4 separate regions of the Mus musculus genome follow, and regions 2, 3 and 4 are each linked to region 1. The links are chromatin contacts, called in public HiChIP or PLAC-seq and promoter capture Hi-C maps. All regions are on one chromosome and are shown on one strand. The core of a region is the stretch at or near the end of the contact, and the rest is flanking DNA. Distances in the headings are between cores, read along the strand shown. Region 1 holds the start of Srebf2 (sterol regulatory element binding factor 2). Region 2 holds the start of Ttll1 (tubulin tyrosine ligase-like 1). Region 3 holds the start of Pacsin2 (protein kinase C and casein kinase substrate in neurons 2). Region 4 holds the start of Arfgap3 (ADP-ribosylation factor GTPase activating protein 3).

The links. Promoter capture Hi-C pulls out the DNA fragments that hold promoters and counts their contacts. HiChIP or PLAC-seq counts read pairs in DNA pulled down with a chosen protein or histone mark.
Region 2: an H3K4me3 HiChIP or PLAC-seq map of forebrain shows a contact between it and region 1, with 5 times the contacts expected there. The contact joins the promoter of Ttll1 here to the promoter of Srebf2 in region 1. A contact is called at or near these places in 3 of 39 promoter capture datasets (the 3T3-L1 cell line, hippocampal neurons and pre-B cells) and 4 of 115 datasets of contacts at active chromatin or transcription factors (embryonic forebrain, embryonic hindbrain, embryonic stem cells and 1 more).
Region 3: a promoter capture Hi-C map of embryonic stem cells shows a contact between it and region 1, with 3 times the contacts expected there. The contact joins the promoter of Pacsin2 here to the promoter of Srebf2 in region 1. A contact is called at or near these places in 5 of 39 promoter capture datasets (cranial neural crest, embryonic stem cells, hippocampal neurons and 2 more) and 2 of 115 datasets of contacts at active chromatin or transcription factors (extraembryonic endoderm stem cells and pancreatic cancer cells).
Region 4: an HNF4G HiChIP or PLAC-seq map of pancreatic cancer cells shows a contact between it and region 1. The contact joins the promoter of Arfgap3 here to the promoter of Srebf2 in region 1. A contact is called at or near these places in 7 of 39 promoter capture datasets (the 3T3-L1 cell line, the HPC-7 cell line, hematopoietic stem and progenitor cells and 4 more), 1 of 115 datasets of contacts at active chromatin or transcription factors (pancreatic cancer cells) and 1 of 9 other capture datasets (embryonic stem cells).

What each region holds. Positions count from the first base shown.
Region 1 is chr15:82,145,538-82,149,099 of GRCm38.p6, forward strand. It overlaps Srebf2 (sterol regulatory element binding factor 2), which reads left to right and starts at 1,732. Exons shown (of 19, transcript NM_033218.1): 1 at 1,732-1,953. The coding sequence starts at 1,866.
Region 2 is chr15:83,508,993-83,512,554 of GRCm38.p6, forward strand. Ttll1 (tubulin tyrosine ligase-like 1) reads right to left here and starts at 1,915. Exons shown (of 12, transcript NM_178869.4): 1 at 1,742-1,915.
Region 3 is chr15:83,462,725-83,466,286 of GRCm38.p6, forward strand. It overlaps Pacsin2 (protein kinase C and casein kinase substrate in neurons 2), which reads right to left and starts at 1,882. Exons shown (of 11, transcript NM_001159509.1): 1 at 1,735-1,882.
Region 4 is chr15:83,348,456-83,352,017 of GRCm38.p6, forward strand. It overlaps Arfgap3 (ADP-ribosylation factor GTPase activating protein 3), which reads right to left and starts at 1,792. Exons shown (of 16, transcript NM_001357756.1): 1 at 1,626-1,792. The coding sequence starts at 1,694.

The DNA of each region.
Region 1 (3,562 bases), core at 482-2,981:
AAGCACACACATGAAGGTCAGAGAACTTCTGAGAATCAGGTCTCTCCACCTATGTGAGTCCCAGGGGTTGATTTCAGGTCAGCAGGCTTAGCCAAAAGCACCGCACTGAACCATCTTGCTGGCCCCAGGCCAGAGTCGTGATATCCAGCCCCTTGTTAGTCTCATCTTATCTTTACTTTTCCTTGGCTAGTCTGTCTTGTGTGTGTGTGTGTGTGTGTTTTGTTTTGTTTTTGTTGTTTAGTGATTTGATTTTGTTTTGTTTTTTTGAGGCAAGGTTTCACACACACAAAAAAAATTCAGGCCACTCTGGACAGCTTCCCCAACCCCACCTAGAAACCCTGTCTCTTGCTCAGTTCTTTGCTATTTCTTGTCCCCCAGCAGAGGCGCCTCTCCCAGTAAATCTCTCCTGTGAGACTTGTTGTGATGTGACTTTGTGGGTATTCCCAGGCGCCTGATTGCCAGGATCTTTTTCCCTCTCAGAGCTGCAATACCTTCACTGGAGACCCTTTCCCCCTCAGAGCCTGCTGGAACACTTCATCCCAGAAGTTAAGAGCTGTTTGCTTGCCACGGAAATCAAATAAATGTGACAATGACAACTGTGGTCTTGTGCTGTTTTAAAGATGACAAACCAGGCTTATCAGCAAACAGTTGCTTAGCCAGCCCAGGAGCAGGAAGTGGCTTATTGGATATGCAGGTCTCCCCACAGAGCCTTCAGCTCTGACCCCCTAAGAACAACTGCCTCAGACTCACAAGAAGCTCTTCCTATGTATGCCATGAAAACCTTCTTCCTCTCAGTATACACTTAGGTCCTTTCTCAGATGTCCATTCCAGCATTTCTTTTTTTTAACGATGCCCTGATATTCTACTGTTTGGAGGTAATTTATGTACCTGATGCCTTACTGTGTTACTGTTTTCCCGTTAGAGAACTTTGTGATGAATGTCTTTGAATACATGTACTTAATAGCATTCCTCGGAACACTAATCTTTTTGTTTCTTCGGATAAGTTCTTGGAAGCGTGCACCTTTGTGTGCAGTGTGACCGACTACCTGTAAGATGATGCAGTGAGGTGACTGCAGGAGTGGGGCCTCACCTGGAGAGACCATTGAACAAATGACCTTGTCTGAAGGCCTTAGAATGATCGAGGTTTCCCAAAATTGAGGGCCAGTTGTAAAATGTTCACAATACTCAGGTGATCTCAAGACCCTGTTAAGTCTCGGATGGGATAAGTGTGACTTAGGGTCTGGATAGCCTATCCCAGAATGTTAGGGTACTATGATTCTACCCAGAGCTAGGGGGAGGGAAGAGGCAACTGGGGAGATGACGTAATGTGCTCCTAGAGTAAAGGGGGCGGTGGTAGAAGGTAGCGCCGGACAGCGGTGCGTTAACCCTTCTATTTCCGGGCTCTCGACAAAGTTGCTCCTGGAGCTGATCCAACGGAAAAGTAGCGGCTCCTTTAAGCCAGAAGAAGGCTGGGACGAGGACCCGGCGGCTACTCTCCGCTGGCGCTTGGATGCCGTGAGGGGCGGAGTCCCGCTATGCAAATCTGAGCTGCTGATCGATGACGCACCATCACCCCATGAGCCGCTTCGCGCGCCGATTGGCTAATGCAAGCCTGGTCCCATTGACAACAAACTTGGGGGTGCGGAGGCTCGGGGCGGGGCTGCAGTGGGCGCGGCCCGGGGCGGGGGAATTCTGCCCCGCCCCTTCCGTGGAGTCGGGGCGCAGCTCAAACATGGCGGCGGTTGGCACGGGGCGGTGAGGCGGTACCAGGTGGGGGCTGTCGGGTGTCATGGGCGGTGGCGGCGGTACCGCCTCCGCGTCTCCCTGAGCTGGACCTCACGGGGGACTCTGCGCCAAGCTGGGCGATGGATGAGAGCAGCGAGCTGGGCGTTCTGGAGACCATGGAGACCCTCACGGAGCTGGGCGATGAGCTGACTCTCGGGGACATCGACGGTGAGTGGCGGCGGCTGGGTGGGAGTGCGGGGGGCGCGCGGGGAGGAAGGGGTTACGGCGGCGCTCGCGGGTGCGCGTGCGCCCACCCCGCGATCGCCCCGGCGTGCGCGGGAAGGAACCCGCGGGGGCCGGGCTGCCCGGGAGGTTCCCAGTTCTTCTGGCTCCAGAGTCTGAGCCCGGGTCGTGACGCAGGGCTCCCGGTGGCTGAGGAGTCGTGGGCGCCGCGGGGCCCGAAGCGGGGCTGGGGGCGTCGCGAGTGCCGCCAGAGGAGAAAGCGAGGCGGCTGCCTCCCTCGCGCGCCCACACGCGCTCTGGTTTGTCCGGTCTTCGCCGGCGTCCCGCGTCGCACCTGTCACTCCCTGCCTGGCCACTGGAGCGGCTTCGGGATTTCCCGGACTGCGCTCCCGGGCTCGGCTCCCCCACGCCCCCGCTCTTTTCGGGATTGACTGACAGCCGGGTCTGCGGGCGCTCTGGAAAACTTTGGGCAACAGCTGCAAAAAGCAAGTTACTGATGGAGTGGACAGAGACCGCAGAGTGCGGCGGCCTTGGATGGAGACCCGGGCGCTCCTGCTGTCGCACTGCAAAGGGAGTTGAGCAGCAAGAATTTTGAGTTGTGGCCCCTCGGGTACAGACTAGGGAGCTGGTGGCCTTTGTTTCGGCGGCCTTAACAGCGAAGTGGAAGAACTGGTAGGAGCCCAGGGAACCTCTCTTAAAATTCTCTCACTTTTCAGCCACGGGAAGGAAGGTTTGGAGAGGGTCCCAGACTTGCCCGCGGTCATCATGCTGGTTAACAAAGCCCAGTTCTTTCTGTTTCTGAGCCACTATTAGTTTCTTTCCACTCCACCTTTAAGAAAAATAGGCTAGTAATTAAGTCATTCTCAGTAGTCAGGGCTCTTCTGAAGTTCTCAGTCCCAAATACTTTGCGTTAGTTCATTTATTCAATCCCGCTGAATTGGGTATCGCTCAGTTTTGCCGGAGGTGTCGTTTAAGGTCACTTACTTTAGAGAGTCCAGAACTCCTAGGCAGTGACTCAGTTTATGGAATGTTACTACACCTAGAATCTAGAACCTTGCAGGCAGATGTGATGGCCACATCCTCGCTTCGCAGGCGAAGAAGCAGGTAGAAGGTTCTCTCGTGGAGAAAGGAGTGACAACAGTTGTTTAAAGAAGGTGTTGGCCAGGTGCCTGTTTTGCTTTTGTAGCATTTTGTAGCATTTTTCCCTTAGGGTTCGCCCTTACTTCTCATTTTGGTCATCCAGACAGTGTGACAAGCCCGTGTATTGGAAGTTCCACTTTTAACCACAGATTCTTCCACCAAGGATCGCTAAACACTAAGATAGGTTAACGAATGGGAGGGGTTACTCCTTGGAACGTGGGAGTGGCTAAAGTGTTTTGAGCACCCAGGTACAAGATAAAAGTGTTAAGCACTCACACAGGTTCCCAATACTTATCACAGCCCTGTCAGATAAAGATGGATGTCAGACTGGCCATCTCCCCTCACCGTTGTTGGGACTGAAGCCCAGCGCTGTTCATTAGCATACCCAGGGTTCCCTAGTCAGTAAGGATGTCTAAAACTGCCTGCCAGCAGGTACAAGAGAAAATTCATCTTG
Region 2 (3,562 bases), core at 665-3,164, 1.4 Mb after region 1:
ATCCCCATACCATACCTCCTGCTGAATCCCCAGCCCCCAAACAGTGTCTGGCAGCAGCAGGTACTTAGTAAGTACCTGATGAATTGTGCCAGGCCTGGTGGCACCAGGTCTCTACTCCCAGCACTGGGGAGGCAGAGGCAGGCAGATCTCCATGAGTTCCAGGACAGCATGGTCTACCTAGTGAGCTCTAGGACTCCACAGAGAGACCCTATCTTAAAAACAACAACAACTAAAAAAAAATTAAAATAAAATAGGTTGGCAAGATGGTTAAGCAGGTAAAAGGGGTTGTCTTGCAAGTTTGGTGCCCAGAGTTTGATTCCTGGAAGGCACATAAAGGTGGGAACCAAATCTACAACGTTATCGTCTGACATCCATGGGCCATACGTAGTACAAGTGTGTCCACATATACATAATGATAAAAAATAAGTGGAGTCCTGCATGGTGGCACTGGCTTGCAATCCCAGTGCTTGGGAAACAGAGGCAAGGGGATCAAAAATCTAAGGTCATCCTCAGCTACATAGGGAATTCCAGGCCAGCCCGGAGCTACATGAAACCCCCAAATAAATTCCCTCTGTGGAGGAGCAGATAAGTGCTACTCAAGCCAGTCAGTGAATGAGAGGAAGCCCAGCCCTCCATGGTGGAGAAACCAGCAACAATCACCTATAAAGACCTGGCTTCCTAGGAACATGCAGAATGCGACTCGGGGGAAGATGGGCAGCTCAGAACACTTGCTTGTTGGAGTACTCCAAAGAGCTTCAACCTCTGCTGTGATCACAGCCGCAGACAGGAGTCAAGGCAGCCTTCCTAGGAACAGCAAGATGAGAACTCACCAGAGTCTCATCACCCTTCTGTGTCCAGCCTCAGAAAGCAAGGTCCCTGCTTCCCACACTTTGACATTTTTACAAATCAGGGTCAGTGACGTCACGACGACACCAGGATTCCCAGTATCTATATTCTTTTCCAACAAGCTTTCAATGAAAGGGGCGGGGGGAAGCTATCTCTAAGAAAATAAGACCTAAATGGCTGGAGAGATGGCTCAGCTGTAAGACCCAGTCCTGCTCTTGCGGAGGACATAAGTTTGGTCCTCAGCACTCAGCACACAACCTTCTGTATATAATTCCAGCTCCAAGGAGCTCCCATACGCCCTCTTCTGGCTTCCACCAGCACTTACACTCACGTGCACCCCCACCCCCACCCCCGCGCACTGAGACACAAACATATACACATAATTAAAAATTAAATAATGAAGACTATTTAAATAAAGAAAATAGTATATAATACTGCACATCCATGACCTCCACTCCTCTCCACACCACTGTAGGTAGACAGTGCCATGACCTAAAGTGGCTGTCTACTAGTATCTCCCATTCATTGACAGCACAGCAGGGCTTCTCTTTTTGTGCCGCCATATGACATCACTGTTTTATGCTCATTAAGTGTTTCCCAAACAAAGCCTGTTTTACCAAGACCAACTTGGTTTGCAAGGCTATACTTCCTGCGTCCAGTTGAGGACGCAGTCCCTGCAACACCCCCCCCCCACCCCACCCCGCCCGGGCTCCACAGAGGACCACAACTCCCAGATCCCCCTCCTAACAAAGAGGGCAACATCTCGGGTCGGTGCAGTCTTGCAGAGGAGCAAGTAGAGCAGCCTTGAGCTCCCCGTACAGGTGCGGCGCCCCCCAACCTCCCCCAACAGATGCCACCTCAAACAATACAGGCTGTGGATGCACTGAAAGCCTACCTAGAATAGCCGGTAAGAAAGATAATGATGCAATTACAGCAGTTGAAGGCACAAGGCAAGTCCCAGGATATCAACAGAGAAAACGACGTTGAGCAGCGGAGACACGGACTGGGTAGCAGAAGCTAAACCGCCCGGATCCTTCACGGGCAAGCCCGCCTGCGCGTGCGCAATCTCCACGCGCGGCCACGCCCACGGCGCACAAGACCCCGCCCGCCCGTCCTCTCTACTGCAACCAGTCCGCCTTGCTCACTCCACTTCCGGAGAGGTGTCCTAGCAACCGAGAACGCGAAAACCGCTGGCGCTACTGCTTCCTGATTATTTTTTCTGTCCATGGTTGTGACACCTTCTTTCCTGCCTCGGTATTTTTCTGCGAGTTATCTATCCACCGCTTAGAGGCTAGAAAGCGCAAGGTATCCTATCCGCGCACCCTTCAGGGCCAGAAATGAGAGTTGTAAGGGCCAGGGCCAGCGGATAAAGGTGCTTGCAGCCAAGCCTTATCAGCTCAGTTCGACTCCCGGGACCTACATATGTGATGGATGGAGAGAACAGATACCTACAAGTAGTCTTTTGATCTCCACTCGTGTGCCATGTTGAACGCACCCCCTCCCCACGCCCACACACAATAAATGTTATTAAGAAATTAGTGAAGCCGGGTAGTGGTGGCGCATGCCTTTAATCCCAGCACTTGGGAGGCAGAAGCAGGCGGATTTCTGAGTTCGAAGCCAGCCTGGTCTACAGAGTGAGTTCCGGGACAGCCAGGGCTACACAGAGAAACCCTGTCTCGAAAAACAAAAACAAAAAACAAACCAAAAAAAAAAAAACCAACAAACCAAAAAAAAAAAGAATCTGGAAATTGGCTCAGAGGTTTAAAAAAACGTGCTGTGTTATTGCATAGGACCCACGTTCAGTTCCCAGCACCCATGCCAGGCTCCCCACAACCACCTGCATGTAACTCCAACTCGGGATCAGAAACCGGAAGCCAATGGCCTCCATGGGCCCCTGCACACATGTAAAAAACATTCGTGCACACACGCATGATAAAAACATAAAAATAGGACTGGAGAGATGGCTTGGCAGTTAAGAGCACTGACTTCTCTTCCAAAGAAGGGCAATACCCAGCACCCACATAGTGGCTCACAACCTTCTGTTAACTGCGCATATGGTGCATTGAAATATGTGTAGGCTAAACATACACACACACACACACACACACACACGAATAAAATTTAAAAATGAAAATTAAGTCCAAAAAAAAAAAAAAAAAAGACAGGATACAAGATGACAGACTGAGCTAGGCATCTGGAGGCCAAGCAGGTGCGGGGCAGGGTTAGCCATTGTCTCCTACTGACACTCCACTTTGCCATCCAGAAATCAGAGATGACGATTAACTCGTGTTTCTGAAGTTGTAATGTAATGTGAACATTTCATTCGGCATGTAGTGACAACAAGGGGCCCTCCCAAAGGATTTGAAGCATTTGTCCAGACGGTATGTTTTGTTTTGTTTGTTTGTTTTTTGTTTTGTTTTGTTTGTTTGTTTGAGACAGGGTTTCTCTGTGTAGCCCTGGCTGTCCTGGAACTTACTCTGTAGACCAGGCTGGCCTCGAACTCAGAAATCCGCCTGCCTCTGCCTCCCAAGTGCTGGGATTAAAGGCGTGAGCCACCACGACCGACTCAGACAGTATGTTTTATGTGTGCTGAGCTGCTGTGTCTCTGTGTGTGCGTGTGTGTGTGTGTGGGGACCAGAGGCCATTTCAGGTGTCTTTCCTGAGACACAGGCTGTGTAGTTCCTGAGCGGAGCACCACAAAAGCCTCCGAGGCACA
Region 3 (3,562 bases), core at 632-3,131, 1.3 Mb after region 1:
ATTACTGTTATTTGATAGTCCATAACATCCGTAACAACCGAGTGATGACCCCCCCCCTTTCAGAACCAGGAAGCCTAAGAATCAGGCCTTAACCCATCAGCATGGACTTTCAGGTAAAAGAAAAGAATAAAAAGATTAAGGGTGGCCAGGTACGGTGTAATACACCTTCAATCTCAGCCCTCAAGAGGCAGGGGCAGGCAGATCTCTGAAAAGTCCAAGCCAACCTGGCCTACTCAGTGAGACCCTGCGTCCAAAACAAACCCCTTAAAACTAAGGGCAACCCCCTATCTTCCCCCTAGAAATGCCTGGCCATTAGAAACCTGTACTGGCACTGAGGACTACGGAAAAGCCAATGGCACCTCTCTCTACCAGACAACATGGAAACTTAGATGTGTTTCTTACATACACACACTTTTACACTAATTATTATGGTTGGAAATAACAAACCCTAGCTCCCCAAACAGCATGAACTAAAATACCATTTCTAGTCCAATGAGTCTTTAAAAATCCTGCACAGAGAGAGCAGATCTAATCAGTCAGCTACTCCTCTGTGCTCAGCTACTTTCCCAAGTAATAAATATCCATCAGCCCAATGATCAGTTTCTTTAAAGCCTCTAAACTGCACACATCACACAAGTTTTTCATGTAGTGGCCTCACGGCTAAAGTAGCATAGCTTCACCAAGGAGACTGCCAAACTCTACAGTTCAGTGTAAATGCACAGACTAGAGTGTTCCAGGAAAGTCAGGAGAACCCCCAACTACGCTAACTCTCAAATCCGGACTTCTGTGGAAAAGTGAATCTGAGCGCCCAGGGACGGAAGAGGGAGGCTAACACAGAACCCAGTTCACCTGGCTGATCCCTTCACCAGGGGCTCCAAGCTGACAATCCCAGAGGTGCAAGACCAGAACTTAAGCAAAGTGGAAAACCTGCAGGGGGTAGGAAGGTGTGAGCTCACGTCCACAACTCGGGATTAAATAGATTTACATCAGGACAGTGCAGAAGTGTTTTTGCTAAACCGCTAATGAGTAGCCCTGGAGACTGTCAGCAACCTACTCCCCCTTCATCACTAAACCTAAGGACAGCTGCGGTCAAGGGAAGCCGACAAGGGCCAGGGATGGTGCACACAGCCCGGACCAAAACTATCTTCCCTCAAGGGGCCAACAAGAACGCAGCACCCCTGGGGCGTGTCTACTTCCAGGTCTAACCTCTAAGGCCTTGAGATCCCTAGCCAGCTCCTCTGGATCCACTCCTGGAAAAAAAGAAAAGTGGACCTTCTCAGAGGGGGTCCGCAAGCCTGGGGTCTTTGGGAAGAGAAGAGAACGCGGCTCTAGAGCCCCCACGGGAGGTAGGAGGGAATTGACGATTCGGATCCACTGAGTCTCGAAAACTATGAAAGTCAAAAAGGACAGCATGCAGCCTTTCCTGTCTCGCCTCACACCCCTAGTTCGTGTTCACCGGTCAGGCTTGGCTCTCACCACGGCGGTCACAGAGTGTGGGGAGGACGGAAATGGAAGGCAAGAGTCTGCAAAGCGCCCCATGAGTGCGTCCGCGTGGGACTCGTCCGCTCCGGCCGCCCTTCGGGCCTCCCGGGCTCCGCCCGCCGGCGCGTGGCCCCCCGCGCGCGGACTAGAAGTTTCGAGCGGCGCGGCCCCGCGCGCTCGGCCCCAGCGCGGCCTGACAGGGGTAGGCGCGGCCACCGACCCGTGTCCCAACCGTCGCGGCGCACCCCTCACCTCGGCCGCCGTTCGCCTCGGGTCCCACTGAGCACGCCGCCCCGGCCGGGCTGCGACTCCGACCCCTTCCCGTTCCGCTCCAACCGAGCTCCCCGGCCCTGCCCAGACCCGCCGCAGCCGCTTCTGCCGCCAGCCGCGACCGCGCCGCCCCCGCCGCGCCCGCTGTGCTCGCCCTATTGGTTGCCTGCATCCAGACCCCGCCCTTCGGCCCAGCGGCGCTCCAGATTGGATAGTCTAAAGCGGAGGCGGCACGCCCCCCCAGAAGCTAAAGGAACTACCTTGGGCTAGCATTAGCGGCCTTTCCTGTCAGTCAAACGAGGAGCTACTACTTAAGCCGCTGAGAGGCCAACACGGGTCACTCCCTGGGAGACGCCCAAAGGACCGGGACTAAAGGACTTTTTTTTAAAGTGGGCCAGAGTTTTGTGGTTTCCCTAGCACCCAGAACAACTGCGGTCCCTGATCTATAATTCAGATAAGGTGGACTTTGAGAAAGTTTCCTCGGATCTGGAGAAATTGCTACTTTTCTAGAGGACCCGGATTCCATTCCAAGTACCTAGTACGTAGAGGCTTACCCTGATCTGAAATTCCAGTTGGAGGGTTATCTGTCTGACGCCCTCTTCTGGCCTTTGTTGGTACCAGGCACGCACGAGGTACAGACATGCTAACACTCATACACACAATTTTTTTTTTTTTTTAAAGAAAGTTTCCTCCAAGCCAGGGATGGTGGCGCACGCGTTTAATCCCAGCACTCAGGAGGCAGAGGCAGGTGGATCTCTGCGTTCATGGCCACTGTGGTCTACATAGTGTGTTACAGGCTAACCAAAAACACAAAAAAGAAGAGGAAGTGGGGTGGAGAGACTTCCCTCCAGAGGATGCCGATATGGCCATCAGAGCACCAGACAATATACAGACTTTCTGCTTCTCACATAGCGCTGCCAGATAGGAGGTTGGCCCTATGAGCAAAGAGAAATAATGAGCCAAAACGGCTAATACCTCGCTGAGCACTACCTCACACAGTCCCGGCCAGGAGGACAGTAAGCGATGCGTGGGTGAGGGTCTGAGAAACTGACAGCAGGTAACTTTCTGGGAACTGTATGGAGTAAAGAGTAAATGGTGGCAGACAGTGGCTAGTGTCTGTAATCCCAGTACTCAAGAGGCGGATACAGGAGAATGGCTGAGAGCTCCAGGCAGCCTACGCAACCGAGTAATTGGAAGAAAGAAAGAAAAAAAGGTAAGGTCAGCCTGGAATATATAGTAAGACCCTGCCTCAACCTCCCTGCAAACAAAACAAAACAGAAAAGGCAGATGTAGTAGGTAGCACTTGGAAGGTAGAACAGGAGGGTCAGGAGTTCAAGGTCATCCCCAGCTACACAGGAAGTCCAGTTTTCAGGCTGGACATAGTGGTACCTGCCTGTAATCTCAGCATTTAGGAGGTAGAGGCAGAAAGATCAGGAATTCACAGTCATCCTCAACTGCATAGAGAGTTCAGGTCAGCCTAAGCTATATGAGACCTTGCCCCTCCCCCACCCAGAAAATATAAAATAACCTCCCCCACTCATATCCTTACAGTGACCAACATTTTCAATATGTATTTATTTATGTATTTATTTAATTACCCAGAGGCTAGCTGTATTGCCTGTAAAATACCCTTTTAACAATGATGTCTGTGACTCCTTCAAGAAAAAAAAAATCATCTCAGTAATTCCAATGTCTAGAAGTAGAGATAGCCAGGCATGGTGGTACATGCCTTTAATCCCAGCTCTCAGGAGGCAGAGGCTGGCAGAGCTCTGTGAGTTCAAGTCCAGCCTGGTTTGCATAGTGAGATTCA
Region 4 (3,562 bases), core at 542-3,041, 1.2 Mb after region 1:
TTTTGTTTTGTTATTTAGCAGTGGCCTTTTTGATACATTCGAAGGGAATACACACTGGCGTGCAACTCAGAGAAAGTGGCAGCATACGCACTTTCCCAGCCTGCCAGCTGGAGATCCAACCTTGTGTGGTAAGAAGCAAGTCCTTGCTACACACAGATCAATCTAAATCTGAAAAAAATAAACAAAAAACAAGAAACCAGCAAGTGACAGACACTGGACAATGCAGTGGCTGGAAGCCAGCTCTTCTTCCTTATACCCACCTGACATTATCACCCCCATTTAACCATTTCCTTCATCATAAGGCTATAAAAACCTAGGGCTCCCTTCCACCATCAAGACATTAAAAAAAAAAAAAGCCTGAATTTTGTGACATGTTGGAACTTTCTATGCCAGCCATGCAGGACTCTGTAATCACGGCTGTGCCCATTAACAGATGGTTCCTCAGAGGTGAAGGTGGCAACCAGATGGAACTTGGAGAGGGGTGGGGAGAGTCCACAGTGACACGACAGCCCTTTGCACTCCTCGGGTTCCACCCTACTCCGTCATCCTAAGGAAGTAGACACCTTAACCCTGTGTATCAAAACAACACTGCCAGCCACATGCTAAAAGTTATGAGGCCCAGTGGTTGGGGGTGGGGTCTGTGTGTGTGTGTGTGTGGGGGGGGTCACATAAGGGGAAGAAAAAAATTGTAGGGACAGACCTCAACCTACAGAGGGATGAACGTGAGTTTTAGTGAGCTTCCTCAGGAACCCAGAGAGCTGGCAACCAGGGAAGAGAACCTTAGCTCTACTGGACTGGGAAACAGGCTGCCACCGAAGGACAATGGTGACAAAAATCCAACAGGTCCCCAGCCCTGAAGAACACTCAAGACAAGGTCCATGGTGGGGGGAGAAGCCCTTCTTTCCCAGAACTTAGCACCACTTAGAGTTCTGACCCCTGGGTCTAGGTGGCTGGGATTTTTACCTTTGTTCACAGAGGCCAGAAGGAGTGAACTCTGCCTCACCAGCCTTCTCAGAGCCCAGCTACACACTTCCAACATCTGTTTCCTCCACCCTACCATGTCTGTGCTTCTGGGTCAAGGTGCTCTGTTCTCCAGACCCCTAGACACCCCTAGATGCTATGAACTAGCCTTCTCTCTAAGCCCCCAGGTAGTCTGGCGTCTGGGTAACCTGGACACTCCTAGAGGTCCATACCCCAGTCCTCTCTCTGCCATGAAATGCACTGGTCTCCTGTTCCAGATGTCCATGCCCCAGTCTTCTGTCTATCCCCAGGTGTTCTGGCCTCTGGTGGCGGACACCCCAACTGTCCATGTCCCAGCCCCCCCTGTGACCCCAGACGCTCTGCCCTAGGATGCTAGACATCCCAGATGTCCATGCCCCAGTCCTGTGACCCCAGGCTCTCTGCCTTTTAGTCCTGGACATCCTCCGGATGCCCATGTCCCTGTGCCCCAGGCGCTAAGCCCCTGGTGGGCGCCCCCTTTTCCTCCCCTTGCTGACGAAGGTTGGGGAGCGGCGGCTGCCAGGCCCACAGTGCGACGTGTCACAGGCCGGGCGGCTCCTCCCACGGCCGCGGCCACACCGGGGTCCGGCGGGCCGCGGGGTCCCAAGCCCGCCTGCGGCCGTTACCTTGTTAGTGGGCACCGAGCGCAGGCGCTTGAAGATGGCCAGGATGTCCTGCTTGCTGGGGTCCCCCATAGTCACTGAGAACTGAGGTGAAGCAGTCCCCGACAACCGGGAAGAGACAAGGAGTAGCGGTTGCCGCCTCCCGGAGACCGAGGGGCGGGGCTGCGCGTGACGACAAGCCCCGCCCCTGCCGCGCCCAGGCTCCGCCCACAAGCGGGCGCACGCGCCGTTCTCCTTCACTCGGTGAGGTCCCTCGGCGCCACTGGTTTCTCCGGGTTCCAATTTCGAAGTCGGGCGCGGCAGGCGCATGCGCGGACGCTCGGACAACTCCCACCCCTCCGCAAACCTTCCCCAGATCTCAGCGTTAGTTAGGGTCCTGCAGTGTGGGATAGGAACCCCAGGCTTTGCGCAGGGAGCATCGGGCTTACCCACCGGACTCACCAGCATACCGTTGCCGGCCCGTGGCCAGTCTCACACCTATCCCTCAGGATGGGAGAGCCAGCAGGTCTCATCCTCATGGATCCTGCATAGTAGTAGTGTGTGTTTGTACTCTTTCTCAGCTAAAGTCAAGCCCTGAGTGATAACCTACAGGAAACTGCTGTCCCATTTTTCTCTCTCCCATCTGGGAAACCCAGGCTGGCCTAGAGCACACTGTGTAGTCCAAGGCTGGACTTGAACTGGAGATATTCCTGTTTTAGCGTCTTGCTGCTCAGATTACAGGTCTGCACCAAGCCATACTGGCTTGATAATCTTGTAATTATAAAGTCTGTTCTGTTCACGGAGAGAGAGTGCTTGCCTGTAGGCAACAAGTTCTATCAGGGTCAGAACTGAGAAGTCTAGAAAGACCAGAAACAAGTCTGTGTTTAGTGCTTGGGGCTCCAGTTAAACCTTGGATAATATTAGTAGCTGGAAGGTTTGAGCTTGGGAGCAGGTGCCTCTTTTACAGCGGTCAGGGTGGAGCAGCTGGCAAACATGACCTTAGGTAGAGCATAATAGAAGAAAAACAGGTTTTGGTATCAAGTGCTAAGCCCCAGCTTCTGTCCCAGTTCAACTGGTTGCTTCCCAGCAGGGCTGCTGTAGGCACTTCCTAGCATTCACCTGTATGAAGGAGTTGGAGATGAAATATGTTGACCAGAGCAGCACTGCAGCTTCAGGGATGTTCTGAAAACGGTCTTGGTGTCAAGTTGGGACCTCATATAGGCTGTACAAGGACAGGAACTGGCACAAGACACACAAAGTTCTCAGCAGAGTGACAAAAGGGCAGGGAATAAGAGACAAAGACAGGAGATAGAGCAAGAGGAAGAAGTGAAAAGGAGGGAGAGGGGGACGGGTTATTTGCTCCAGAGGGACAAAGGACTGCTTCTGGATAGAGAAGAGACAGCCTTGGCGTATTGGCAAATGGCAGTTCATAAAGGTAAAAGAAGAAACCCCTTTAGGATAAGTTTATTTTATGGGGCATGCTAATTAGGTGAACCAAGGTAGGGGGTGGATTTTGATAGCTGGACCTTAGTATGTTAGCCTCAGGAAGTGGACAAATAGCGTAACAAACCTTGGTGGCTAGCTTTAGGAATGTAATCTAACGGTTCTTAGCAAGGAGAAAAAAAGAGGAAAGGCAAGGCCCGCCAGTGCCATGTTTGCCATCTCAGGCCTGGTAGATGCCTCAGGCTGTGTATTCATCAACCCAGAGCTGGGCCTTTTCCAAGGTTAGGAAATGTGCAGTCTTTAGGAACAGCATGTTGCTGCTGCAGACAACCCTCACCATTTGAATGATCTTCCTATCTTCGTTCAAAAAAAAATATATATATATATATGGATAGTTCATAGGAGTTAGGAAAACAGCTATACTGGTATAGTGATGTAACCTTTCTAATCTCTGGATTTGGGAAGTAGAAGCAGGAGGCTCAGGAATTCAAGGTCATCTTTGGTTACATAGTGAATTT